Linked DNA regions of Macaca mulatta: region 2 is linked to region 1. Evidence: chromatin contacts called from public Hi-C data. All regions are on one chromosome and are shown on one strand. Each heading gives the region's core, a stretch centred on a gene start, on an enhancer-like site or on the middle of the called end of the contact. The rest is flanking DNA. Distances are from core to core; before and after follow the strand shown.

Region 1 (3,976 bases), core at 828-3,327:
ACGGAACCAAAAAAAAAAAAGTGTCATGCACAGAAATTACACAGCCTGCTTTTTGATAATGGTAAAAAGTAAGTGATGGCAGTCTTGTGCTTTAAAATAACCTAGTAGCACTTACTAGTTCAATCCATCCCCAAATCCACGCCACCCTTTCAACTTTGCAATTAAGAGAGAGAAGGAGAAATCCCGGTCAACTCGCCTTGGGGGGTTGGTCTGAGGGTAGAGGGCTCAAGTAGGGAAGAGGATGGAGAGAGAAAGAGCAAGCCAATGAAAGAGACCAAAATTTCCCACCTTTCTTAAATTCTTCCAGCATAGCGTCCAACTTGGTGTCATTGAAAACAAAGTGCAAGGGGTGGTTATAAAATTTGGTGATGGTTTTCAGGGGAGTACAGTCATCTGGATCCACGAAGGCCAAGTCTTTGACGAACAGCAGGTCCACGATATTGGAGCGCTCCCCTTCAAACACTGGAATGCGGGTGTAGCCGCTCTCCATGATCTCAGACATGGTGTTGAAATCCAGGATGGCTTCGCCAGTGATCATGAAGCAGTCCCGGAGTGGGGTCATCACGTCCTCCACCGTCTTGGTGCGGAGCTCCAGCGCCCCTTGGATGATGTTCAGTTCCTCCTTAACGAGGTCGTTGTAGGGGTCGGTGACCCGGAGCATCTCCAGCAGTTTTTCCCGGTTATAGACGGTGCCTATCTCCTGGCCTAGGACGCAGTCCAGCAGCTTGCTGACCGGGTAGGAAGCGGGGAAGGTCATCATCATGAAAAACTTGGTGAGGAAGATGGTGTTGGCCCCCACAGCCAGGCCGTGGCGGGAGCAGATGGCCTGGGGCACTATCTCCCCGAAGATGACGATGCCGATGGTGGAGACCACCACGGCCACGAGGCCCGAGCCGGCGATGTCGTCGAGCAGGATGGTGAGCGTGGTGTTGACCAGCACGTTGCCCAGCAGCAGTGAGCACAGCAGGTAGTTGCCTTGCCTGCGCACCGGCTCGATGCGCTTGGCGTAATTCTTCTCCTTCTCCGTGCCGCAGTTCTGCACGATGCGCAGCTCCATCGGGTCCAGGGCCATGAGCCCCAGGTTGAGGCCACTGAACATGCCCGACAGGCACAGCAGCAGCGAAATGAAGATCACCTGCAGCCAGAAGGGCAGCAGGAATTTCTTCTCTTCGCCTACGATCATCTTGGTGTCCTCGCCGTCGTGGTAAATCCAGGTGGTCTCGGCCCACGGGGGTGGCGGGAGCCCGGCCACCCCCGAGCCGCCCTTGCCCCCGACGGTGCCACCCGCGGATCCCGAGCCGCCGGCACCCAGGGCGGGCGTGGAGAGCGACGTGCACAGGTAATAGGACTTGCTCTTCTCCATCTTGCGTAGCGGTTTGATCTCGATCTCGATGATGCCCGAGGTGCGGCGGTTGAGAATGATGTGGGGCAAGATGATGATGTCTGAGGTGCGGATGCCGCAGCGCTGGGGGCCGCTGTCCGGCTCCGGCGGCGCGGGGCCCCCCAGCCCGCGCTCCCCCGGGCTGTGGCGCCGCCGCTCGTGTTCGGTGAAGGCGATGCGGGACCACGTCTCGTTGTTGATGTTCTGCCCGTACACCCGCAGCTTGACCCGGGTCCGTTCGCTCACCCGCAGCGCCCCCCCTTCCATGAACGACACGTCGTTCGTGTCCTCCAGCCGCAGCCCGATGATCACCGTCTCCTCGTTCTCGCCCACCGCTGCGCAGCCGCCCGCGCCGCAGCAGCAGCTCAGCAGGAGCAGCGGCAGCAGCCGCCCCGCAGCCGCCTGCAGGACCCCCCGGCCGCGGGCGCTGAGGCTGCGGCGCGCCGCCATCTTCCAAGTGGGCAGTGCGGCGGCTGCCTGCCCGCCCGCCATCTTTACTTTGGGTTCACAAGCGCCACAGCCAATCATAGGGTGGCTGCTCCAGCTGCGGCTTCATCCTTTCCACCCGGCGGCGCGAGCGCAGGTACCTGCCCCTGGGCGAGACTGCAACTGAGCGTCCGCGGCCAGTGCTCAGCAGTTCGCCTCCCTGACTGACACTGACTCGACCTCGGCCAGCTGAGGAACCCCGAGGCTCGCGGGAGGGGACAGAGGGAGGGAGAGGAGCGCCGGCTGCTCCCGCGAGAGGCAGGCCCACTGGCCAATCACAAGCGGGCGCCCGCCCTCCCAGCCAGGGGGCTGGAATGGGGGCGTGACCGTGTGCCGTTCCGCGAACCAATGGCAAGGTAAATGGGTGGGGCGATGAGAGCCACCGTCCCCCTCTGCACGCCAAGTTTCCAACTGAAAGGCGCGTGACTCTTGTGTATGTGCGAGGGGAGGGGGCGTGGCCAGCTGGGACTCGAGAGCCAGTCAAAGATGAGAGTTGTAGGAAAGGGGCGTGGCCTCCGTCCTGCTGCCAATGGGAAGGAGCCGTCCCCGGGGCCCGCGCTCCCCGGGGGACCCTGTAGTAGATCCGGGAGCCTGGACCGGCCGGGCTTGGACTAAAGCCCTGCGGCGCAAGGCGGCAGGTTCCCGATGCACTGGCTTGCTGGCTCTGCAGTTGTCAGTTCGTGGGCAGAAAGCCGCAGCGCCCTCCTGCCCCGGGGGCCCGAGAAGCCAACTAGAGGCGGCTTGGGATGCACACAGCCTAAAAAGCCGGGGCACCGGCCGCTGTCCCCAACTCTACGTGCGCGGCGCTCCGCTGGGGTAAGCGGCGTCGGTGGCCCCGGCACAGCTGCCGACCAGCAGTCCTCGCGCCTCAAGACTCCTAGGGTACGCGCTCTCTGCGGCTCGCGATCACATGGCGCCACCTGCGGGCCGCAGGGGCGCCCTGCAACGCTTTCCAGGTCCGCGGCATACCCCGAAAGGTGTACAGAAAGTTACGGATGGCGCGGTCAGAGGGACAGTTCCCCAAATTTGCTAGTCATAGAACCCCTACATATTATTACTAAAAGTATATACTTCCTAGACCCTTTTCCATATTTACAGAGTGGGAAGGGCCCCGAATCTGTATTCCCAACAGGAACCCAGGCAAGTTAAGGAAATGGGAGGGCGGCAAGCATCCTATCCTAAGCAGACCCGCAGAGGCTCATTCTTAATCACACTGGCCAAACTCTGCTAGGGTCATAGGTCACTCAAGAGCAAAAAGTTCTGGAAACCTAGCTCCCCAGTACTCCCAGCGTCACCTGGAGGTGACGAGGTAGCAAAGTAGCTGTCAAATTGATCTTTTCCTTGAAACTTAAAACATTAAAAATGTTTAATGTTTCTCTACCTCTTTTGTATTCTACAAGCACATTCCGGCCCCCCCCCCCCGCCGCTTTTATAAATGCGTCAAACGTCTCTGATTAATTTCTGGTATGAGTAATTTCTGGAATGATTGCAGTGGCCTCCTAACTGATCTTCCCTCTTCGACACCTGCTCCTTTCCCTTCTTAACCCAGCAGCAAGTGATCTTGTCCATGAGATTCTGTATCTCTCTTGGCTGAAACGCCTCCACTGGCTTCCCATCTCATCCTAGTAGGCTCAAAGGTCTGCTACCTCTCGTTACTTCTCGGACCTCATCACCTGCTGTTCTCCTAGTGGAAGGAGACAGATAATAAGCCAAATTAATTTCTCTCCAAGCTGTTTCTCCATCACTCCAGGGATTTTCCCCTGCGAGACTTTGCACTTGCTGTTTGTTTCCTGGGCTTAAGATGTCAGCATACCCTTTTTCACCTCCTTTAGTGCTTTGCTCAAAAGCCATCTGATTTTAAACTTGTGGAAAACACTCCCTCTATGCCGCATCTACTTTATTTTTCTTCAAAGCAAAGATCGCTTTCTAATACACTATGTAAATTATTGATTTGGTTTGTTATCTGTCTCCTTCCACTAGAACTTAAGCTCCCTGAGGGCAGAAAGTGTGTCTGTTTGTTCACTGCTGTATCACAAGGGCCTAGAATAGTAGATATATAGATATAGATATGTCATATACATATGTATTATATTTATATATATATATTTT
Region 2 (3,587 bases), core at 99-2,598, 590 kb before region 1:
CCAGAAAGACCCAACAAACCCATTGATTTTCCTGAGCCAAGTGAGAGCTGAAGTTTTGAAAGAGCTGGAGTATTAGAATGCAGGACAGTGGTCCCGTCTCTCCTTCTCTTCCCTGGTCTTAAAAGTTAACTGTTCAGCAAAAGAAGGGACAGGATTCCAAGTCAAAAGGTACGGGTCTACAGCCTAGCACCTAGTGCCGAGGTCTGACTGGCTTTGGGAACCTGAAGCCAGCCTTGGTTCTCCTCATCTGTAAAATGGGTATAGTGTGATTAGGTCTGCTCTGCTGACTACCCCAAGCAGTGTCCACGCTCGCTGAAAACGTGTTTGAGAAAGTTCGATGCCTTGTGTTAAAGGGCACTATTGTTATCCTTCCTGAAGGAATTTAGTAGGTCTGAGGGCCCAGGAGGACCCAGCAGTGTCTTCCAGAGGTCAGAAACAGCATTGGAAGCTCCAAGACAGGAATGGCAGGCTCGGAACGGGGAGACTGGGCCTAGGGCCACCCTGAGGGTGCTGAGTGGATCTGGGCCGACGGAGAGCAAAGACATTCCTGGTAAATGTCCCTCTGTTTCAAGGCTGCCAGCCCCTCTTTTCTAGGGCTCTGACTGGATATCTGGTCTTTGGGAAAACCAGAAATCAAATTAATTCAAAGGATGCGAAAAGCCAACGGCTACAAAGACCCCAGGAACCAGCAGCTCTGAGCCTTTATTCCAGTCTGCTGTAAGCCTGTCCTGAATTTTCAAAACTCTCCCATTGGAAATGCAACTAGTGCTCCCAGCCTGGTCTCTCCAGCCCTAGGGCCGATGAAAAGGAGACCGACCGAGGTGCCTCCCTGAAGACGGACGACCCAAGCTTCCCTCCTCACTCCCCACACCGCTATCGACCTGGCAAACGTCCTTTCCCACTTCTTCAGGCTCGCCTAACACCATGGCCTAAGGGGACTCCACTGACGTTCCCAGTGCCAGCAGACAGAACTGCGCAGACCCCGCGGGACGCCATCCTCCATCACCATCATCGCCGGCTGCCCTCCACCCCCAGCCCATTCCACAGGCAGAGGTGCATCTCCGGCCTCCAGACCCGCACAACAGGTGGCGTCTGCCCGTCCTCCCCAACCACGCCTCCCTGGCCCTCCACCTGCGCCCCAGTCCTTCAGCTGCGCCCGGCCGGGGAGCCTACCTTTGAGGTTCTGGTGGTGGCCCCGCGGCGCGCGGCTCGGGTTTCCTCGGGGCAGCGAGGGGATACTGGAGAAGTTGTTACCCATGGCATCCGGCCCCAGGGGGTTCGGCGCTCGCTGGTGGGGGCGAGGCCGGGCAGGAGCGGAGGTGCGGTGTGCGAGTGTGCGCGCGCGGGTGCGCGCCGCCGGGGGAGGGCCCTGCTGGGGCTGCGGCCGGGGGCGGGCGGGCCTCTTCTCTGCTTCCTTTCTCGGGACTTCGCGGTCCTTGGCGGGTCCCGCCCGCCGCGGGTGTCCTGGCGCGAGCGGGGCTACCTGCCTCCCATGCCCCGTGGCGGAAGCGGGGGCCACAAGCAGGGCCCTGGGCCGGGGCTGGGGCCGCCCGGGGCTCCCCGCTTGCTCCCCGGGACGCTCGGGTTCCGGCTGGGGGTGGGCGGCGCGGCGGCTCCGGCGCGCTCCCCCCGGGCCATAGAGTCAGGGCCCCCGGCGTGGGCGTTCGGCGGCTCCGAGGCAGGCTCGGTCACCGCCCCGCGGGGACGGCCGCGGCGGCGATGTGCTTGGCTCCCTCCCGCCCGCGGGTCTGCATGGAGCCGGGCTCGGCGGAGCGCGGGGCGTGCTGGGTGCTCCCGACGAGGCTGGTGTCCCCCGACCGCCGCGGTCCCGCCCGCGCCGGGTCCCTCCTGCGACCGCCGCCCCCGCCCCCCGCCCCGGCAGTCGCCAGGATTCCCTCGCTCCGGTTGTTATGGTGACAGCTGCGCCGGTGAATGAGCGTCTTAGTGACACGCGCGCGCCCGCTAGGCCAGATGTGACCCCGGGGCGCGCCGCGTTCCCGCAGCCGCAAGCTCTCGGCGGCGCGGGTCCGGGTAAGACATCAGGCGAGGATGGTGGCCTTCGGGGCTGGCCTTATTCCCAGCATGGAACCATGGAGCTTGCACTTGAAAACAAGGGGAGCAGGGCCGCGAGAACGCCGAGCTCCCCGGATGCGGGTGCGGGCGAGCCAGCGCTCATGTTCGGTTTCCCTAGCTCCAGGTACCAGGCCTGGCGCAGAGTGGAGAGCCCAGGGAAACATGTAAATGGACGAGCGGATGCTTGGATAAAGTAATTGAGATTAGGACCCTGGCACTTGACCCTCCGTTCTCAGCCAGGGTAGGGGCGCTAGGCAAGGGTTCAGAGCCGGAACCCCGAGCAGTCTCACTGATGCATAGGTGCCACTGAGGGCCTTTAAATGCCTACGAACCAGACCCACAAGCCTGGAGCTCTGGCCAAGCTGAGGGAACAGATCTCCGGGACAGCATCAGAAGACCACCAGCTCTGAACTGAGTGGTTCTATTAGCTATAACAAGGTGGGAGAGAGGAGCCTATGCAACCTATGGCAGTCAAAGAAGGCTTCCTGGAGGAAGGGGGTTTCAGCAAGTGCCCTACTCATGTGGCTATTGCCTTCCTGTAGATCAGCACTGCACCAAGAAGCCTGCAGGAAGCGAAACGGAAGCCATTCTTCTCCTACCTGGACCTGGGGCATCTCTCCTGGTCTATCAGGGATGGAAGACGTTCCAAGGTTCCCCCCAGGGAATCAGCCTTCCTGCTCCTCTGAGTCATCTCTAGCTCCCTGATCTGGCTTCAGCAACTCTGATCCAGAGTCCAGTGAAGACATGGGTGGGCAGGGGGACATCTCATGTATCCTTTTCTATAATAGAAGGTTCTTCCCGCAAGTCTCCATTTGGCGGCTCCTCATTATCTAGGCACAATTCGAGTCCTGACATTCCCTGACTGTCCCAACTAAAGGACCCCTCCACTCTCAGTCACTTTCCACGATATTCCATTTTATTTTCTTCGTAGCTATTATATGTAATTTGCTTACGAGTAGCCTTTCGTCGTTTATCTTCTGCCTCCCCGCTAGAACATAAGCTCTGTGAGGGGAGAGCACAGGTCAGTCATGTTCACCAGAGTGTCCTTACCCCCTGGGGGAGTGCCTGGCACGTGACAGATTCTCAGAAAATAATTGTGGAATGCATGCTTCCCACTGCGGGCCAGGAGACTCCACTGAGATCCTTGGGAGCAGAGCCTCCTGAACCACCCTTTATTTTCCTCTCCTGCTCTCCTCGCCCCATCCCCATTCCAGGCATCACACCCTTAAATGTCTGGGACTCCAGGCAAGCTAGAAATATCTGTGACAGCCGCTCTCTCTCTGGAATCTGGAGGGAAAGACAGCTCCGACCCCGGCCTCCAGCCTCCCAGATGCCCAGGATCACGTGTGCAGGCAGCTGCAGATGGCCACAGCAGGTCAGAGATGGCTGTCTTATTTATGGGCAGTATCTTCCCAAGGCTCACTCCCAGCTAATGACTCATGCATCAGAAATCCACAGGCTCTGAATGGCAACACACTCACACATGCGCTCACATACCACTACACTATCACACA

What was found. Hi-C and Micro-C count contacts between places; a contact is called where the count stands out from the background.
Region 2: a Hi-C map of fetal cortex germinal zone shows a contact between it and region 1, with 4 times the contacts expected there. The contact joins the promoter of NEURL1 here to the promoter of CNNM2 in region 1. A contact is called at or near these places in 2 of 14 Hi-C or Micro-C datasets (fetal cortex germinal zone and fetal cortical plate).

The regions. Positions count from the first base shown.
Region 1 is chr9:115,054,774-115,058,749 of T2T-MMU8v2.0, reverse strand. It overlaps CNNM2 (cyclin and CBS domain divalent metal cation transport mediator 2), which reads right to left and starts at 2,077. Exons shown (of 9, transcript XR_013398353.1): 1 at 289-2,077. It overlaps LOC144331323 (a long non-coding RNA gene), which reads left to right and starts at 2,055. Exons shown (of 3, transcript XR_013398375.1): 1 at 2,055-2,223.
Region 2 is chr9:115,648,037-115,651,623 of T2T-MMU8v2.0, reverse strand. It overlaps NEURL1 (neuralized E3 ubiquitin protein ligase 1), which reads right to left and starts at 1,348. Exons shown (of 7, transcript XR_013398384.1): 1 at 1,174-1,348. It also overlaps a transcript of CALHM3 not described here.